Regions from separate parts of the Mus musculus genome. Here region 2 is linked to region 1. A link is a contact called in public ChIA-PET data. All regions are on one chromosome and are shown on one strand. The core of a region is the stretch at or near the end of the contact, and the rest is flanking DNA. Distances in the headings are between cores, read along the strand shown.

Region 1 (2,789 bases), core at 87-2,586:
CAGTTCCAGGAATGGACCTGAGTTGGGCAACAGCAAAGAGATGAAGAAACGACAAACACAGACATCCAGGAATCCTGGGGTCATGTGATCTGGGCCTTCTGCACACGAGTTCTCTTAGCACGTTATTATATAGAGTCGAGTGGAGAAGTGGGGTTATTGCCTACCACTGAAAAAGGCAACTTATTACATACAGTTAAGCAAGGAGGCAGGGTTTATATGCACAATGGGATGGGGAAGGCAGGTTGAGTTAGTCTCCATAAGAACTGTCCCTGGAAGGGAGCTATGTTCATGCGTCAGCACTCAAGGGGGAGGATGGTGAACACATTCTACACACACTGGCGACATGCACATCCATGCGTGGACCAGAAGAGAAGGCTATGTTTCCCTCTGGGTCTGAGGCTCTGGAGTTGTTGACAAGCTCATGTCAACAGCACACATCCCTTCAGCACCTCACAGACCTGGGCTTCCTCTGAAGGGCTCTGTTGCTGAGGCAGGTGGATGGGTGGGTCCTGCAGGGGGACAGGAGTCTCAGCAGTACTTCCCCTGGAACCCTGGTTAGAGAAGCCATGAATCAGCAGCGTGGCAGAGCACTGGGGTTCTGTGGTCACAGCATTGCCAGCCCTGTGTCAAGACAAACACTACAGCATGGGGGCCATTGACATTGAGAAGGGGCGCTGGTGAGTCTTCTAACTGAACCCCCAAGTCCTCAGTATCTGGGAGGGTGTCTGATGGGGGTAAGGTCCAAGCTGAAGATTTGGGGACAAGGTGGTATCTGAAAATCTACCCCAGCACCGTCTCCAGTGGACACACATATGAACACATCTGAGGTTCATGTGTGCATGTGCTAATAGATGATAGACACTGTAGTGTGTGTGTGTGTGTGTGTCCATATATGGACCTGCACACACATCAGGAAATGCCTGTGTGCTTGTTCCAGCACTTGCAGACACATATCAGAACATCTACACCTGTGTGCACACATCCACGAACCGTGCATCTGTACAAGCACCTGCACCCATATGCACAGACTAAAGCAAACACAGAGGCCTCTGCTTGTCAGCGCGTGCAAATGCAGGTGCGGTGCAAGATGCTTGCATGGAACCCACAGAAGCTCCTCTGAGGGAAACAAAAGCCACCAAGTACATCGGAGCAGGGGCTGCCCCATCCATCCCACCTGAGTCACATTTTCTGGAAAGTGTGAGCTATGGTGGCCTCAGTGAGAGTGATCGACCGGGGGCTGGGCCTTCTGGGGGCACAGGAAGAAGAGGAGGTACGTGAGGAAAGGGGAGGCACCAGACTTCAGCTTTAAAGTGAGTCCTAGGGGTGACAGGAACCTTTTGCAGTTTGCACAGCCCGAGCGTGTTGGGCAATTGTGGTTTCCTCCGGAGAGGAGGAACTCAGGCTTGCCAACCCTTTCCCTGGGCTTCGGAGCCTCAGCTGCTCTGGCATGGAGAGTGTGGTACAGCCTTCAGTGTTTGTGGTGGATGGACAGACGGACATCCCATTCAGGCGGCTGGAACAGAACCACCGGAGACGGCGCTGTGGCACTGTCCAGGTCAGCCTGGCCCTGGTGCTGCTGCTAGGTGCTGGGCTGGCCACTCAGGGCTGGTTTCTCCTGAGACTGCATCAACGTCTTGGAGACATAGTAGCTCATCTGCCAGTAAGTGGGGCTTGGGGAACCAGCGAGTCTTCTCCAGTACCTGTCCCTTTATGGTTGTGTATTGTGTGCTAGAACCCAGGGCTTCGGTTAGCCTGTCTCTCTGACCCTCAGTCTTCTCATCTTTACATGAGGATCTGATACACGTGCAGTGCCCGGCAGTTTCCTTGGGATTCACCTACTCGGTTGTTGTTTCCAGCCCAAACCTTTGTCCACCACTGGCTTCATGGTCACCCTGCTTCACTCGCAGCTCTCTCATGTGCTTGCTCACTGTTCCTTTCAGACAAGCCATGGGTGTGTCACAGTATGCTCCCGAGTCTTTGCCTATATTTTCTTTTTAAGTTTTTTTTTTTAATTACATTTACTTATTTAGTGTGTAGACATGAAAAAGTATGCATGTGCCGCAGCATGTATGTGGAACACCTCTATGGAATCACTTCTCTGTGCCTTCCTTTGTGGAGGGTCCTAGGGACTGAACTCAGGTAGCCAGGCTTGGCAGCAAGCACTTTTACCGCCTGAGCCCTCTCACCGGCCCTCAACTATCCAAAAACCTCGAAAACAGTTCCGAAACAATTCTAGTCTCAAGCATTTCAGACACTCGACTTGACTAGTTAATTCCTCATCCCAGCACTTGGGCAGGGGAGGCAGAAGACTGAGGGAGTTCAAGGTCATCCTAGGCTATTTAGCAAGTCTGAGGCCAGACTGGGCTACATGAGAGCCTATCTTGGAAATACAACAGATCTAATTAGGTGTGTGCCCCTCCCCCTGCATCTGTGTGTATGTATGTGATATGTGCATGTGTGGCTCTGCATACATGTCCATGGGTGGTGTCTGTGGCCATGGCCAGACAGTCTCATCACCACATACCAGTGAGACTCGGAGCGGCATGTCCTTACCAAACATCCCTGTCTGCATTTCAGGATGGAGGCAAAGGCTCCTGGGAGAAGCTGATACAAGGTGAGTTTGGGCCCCAGTCCCTTTGAAGCAGGTGGAATGGTTTCCGCTCAGCACCTCCCCACACCAACTCTGGGTCATCACCCAGTGTCACATTGTAGGCCTCGCAGGTGCCCCTCCCCCAGGGCCAGAGAAGCAGAAATCTGGGTCCAAAAGGGACAGAGCCTGACACAGGTAG
Region 2 (2,789 bases), core at 90-2,589, 360 kb after region 1:
AGCTTTGTAGTGTAGGCAGCCAACAAAGTGGTGTTGTGGCACCAGGCTTCCAGTTGCTCCAATATATTTATTTTGGAAACTCCAGTCCTAGAGGCAGCGTCTACTGCCTTTCTCGCGGCCTAAGTTCAGGATTTCATGAGTTAGACTGTGCACAAATGCTTGGTGGCACCTGCCTCTCACCCTAGTAGTCAAGGACCTAAGACAAAAAGAACATTAACTTGGACTACATAGTGGGAATCTAGTCTAGCTTGGACTACTTAGCAAGACCCTGACTCACCGCTTTGGGCACATAAGCCCAAATTACCCATGTTCACTGGTGCAATTGGACGTTCAATGAATGAATGAATGAATGAATGAATGGAGCTATGGTCTGACAGCTCCTCCGCACTTGGGTCTCTGGGTTTAAACCTTTCCTTTTGCGTTAACTTTTCATTCTGTTTGTGTCATCCCACCAAAATATAAGCTTTATGAAGAGTCCACATTGAGACCTGTATATATATATGAACCAGAGAGGACAGAGAAGCGAGATGGGGTGGGTGAGGAGTTGTCAGCTTAGCCAGGACTGGTGAACACACACCCATCATCCCAGCACTAGGAGATGGAGCCAGGAAAATCAGGTGTTGGAGGCCAGCTTAAGCGGTGTAGTGAGTGTATACAAGACACCGGCTCAAAAAAAAAAAAAAAAAAAAAAAAAAAAGGAGAAGCGCTGGAGAGGAGGCTTCTGCTCTTGCAGAGGACCCGGGATCGGTCCCTGCTCAATTAGGCGGCTCATAGCAGACGGTCACTCTGGTTCCAGGGCGATCCAACGCTCTCTTCGGGTCTTCATGCGCATTGCATGCACACGCATAGACAACAATCTTTAAAAAAAAAGTTTTCAGTTTGTGGACCATGAAAGAGCAGGCGCAAGGCCAGAGTCTGCTGCTCCCCTTAGACGGTGAGCGCCTCCGGTCTAGCGGAATCACCGTAACTCCGCAAAACACGCACTGCCACCAGTGGGCCCTCGCGCACCTCCTTAGAGCCAACCCTTCCCGGGAGCCGCGCGCCTCCCGCCAGGCCCCGCCCTCCTTCTCAGCGATTGGCTGGTATTCTACCCAAGGACCTGCCCCTTCACCTCTGACGGGCACTATGAAAGCCAATGGGGAGATCGCCCGCCCTCCCCGAGGCCGTTGGAGGCGGGCATGGGCGGGCCGTTGGAGGGGGCGGGGCGTGCAGCTTGGTAACCGTTGCCGGGCGCAACGCCCCGCCCCGTGAGGGCAGCGCGAGGCTGAGGCGGGCGGGCGCCTGCTGCGGGCGGGCGCTGCGGGCGGGCGGGAGGGCGGCGGGAGCCGGAGGAGGAGCGGCCGGCGCCGCCACCGCCGCCGCCATAGAGACTGTAGCCGTGGAGACTGTTACTTACCAACGCGGAGCGACACGCAGCGGCCGACGCCGCGGGAGCCGCTACCGGAACTCCCTGCCGAACTCCAGGTGAGCGGTGCGGGCCGGGGCAGGGGGCGGTGGCGGAGGGGGGGGGGACCCCGCTGGAGGGGGGTCGCGGGGGCGGGCGCGGCCGGACCCGGCGCCCCAACTTTGCAGACGCCAACCTCATCCAATCCTGATAGGCGCCTCTGATTTGGGGGAGCCCTGGGCTGGGTGGAACCCCTCTCACACTCTCAAAAGTTTGTAAAGTGAAGCGATCTCTTCTCGCCTTTGACGCACTAAATCTGACTTTGAGGAGCGGGGACTCCAGAAGACCCCTCCTTGTCTCTTACTCCACAACACCTGAAACTCGGAGGCGCCCTCAAACTAGTCAGTCCTCTCTTTGACTACTCCCAAAGCCTGAATTGGAGTTGCCCCAAACCCGCTCCTTGCTGTCATCCCCCTAAAACCTGAGTTGGGGGCTCCCACAGAGCCAGCCATTCTCGTCCAAGTCTGAAAACCCAGAGGCACCGTCTCCCTTTTATACTTATGAAATCGGGGTTCTGGCTTTTATCCATGTACTTAACTCCGAGGGTACTCTTCTGCTTGCCTCATAGTTCTGACCCTCGGGTTTCCTTCTTGACTTAGGATTTGGGGGCTCCGGCACCGTTTTCTTGTGCTTTGACCAAAATAGTCACTGCGTTTGTTCTGTTCTGGAAGGAACTCCTCCCTTCGCGTTTTCTTGCCCATCCCAAATACCCCCGGCGCCCCAAATCCTCGGACCACTCTCCCCTGGAACCCGACACCGCTGCGTTTGGGGGTCCTTTACCATGCCGCTCCGGGAAGCTCAAGCGCACCCATAGCGTCCTCTTTGCCGAGATCCCCAATCTAGAAAACTTTCCCGAAGGAAAATATTGTGTGAACCGTTTGTAGGAAGATCCAGGAGGCCGGGAGAGTGCGTGCGCAGCCCTCCTGTGCACAGGCAGCACATCCCAAAACACCGGATTGTCTTCCTCGCCCCTTTCCATGGGTCATATCCGAGTTCGCAGTTGGGATTCGCTAGGGCTGCGGTTGTTTCCTTGGACCCTAGAGAGCTCGGTTCCGGACAGAGCCCCCTAGGGTGGCGGGGAGGGGAGTTGGGGCGGGGAACGCACCAAGAAACAGCTGGGACCGCTGTCTCTCCTGAGACTTCACCCCTACTTTAGTACGTCTCCGGAACACTCCGGTACTCAGGTCCCCCAGGAAAAATCCTACAACGATTGAGTGTTAATAAATGTAACTTTATTAGCATGTACATAAGTGTGGCCTTCTCCTGTGTGTATAATGTGTTGTAATCATAACCACCACTCGCCTCTCTTGACCCTGATGACCCCCACTCCTCCAGCCCTGGCTTG

The links. ChIA-PET counts read pairs in DNA pulled down with a chosen protein or histone mark.
Region 2: a contact with region 1 is called in an RNA polymerase II ChIA-PET map of memory CD8 T cells, with 30 read pairs. The contact joins the promoter of Rfx2 here to the promoter of Tnfsf14 in region 1. A contact is called at or near these places in 5 of 39 promoter capture datasets (the C10 cell line, cranial neural crest, liver and 2 more), 3 of 115 datasets of contacts at active chromatin or transcription factors (bone marrow-derived macrophages, memory CD8 T cells and pancreatic cancer cells) and 1 of 9 other capture datasets (liver).

What each region holds. Positions count from the first base shown.
Region 1 is chr17:57,192,728-57,195,516 of GRCm38.p6, reverse strand. Tnfsf14 (tumor necrosis factor (ligand) superfamily, member 14) reads left to right here and starts at 1,336. Exons shown (of 4, transcript NM_019418.3): 1 at 1,336-1,660; 2 at 2,578-2,614. The coding sequence starts at 1,448.
Region 2 is chr17:56,829,558-56,832,346 of GRCm38.p6, reverse strand. It overlaps Rfx2 (regulatory factor X, 2 (influences HLA class II expression)), which reads left to right and starts at 1,339. Exons shown (of 17, transcript NM_009056.2): 1 at 1,339-1,464.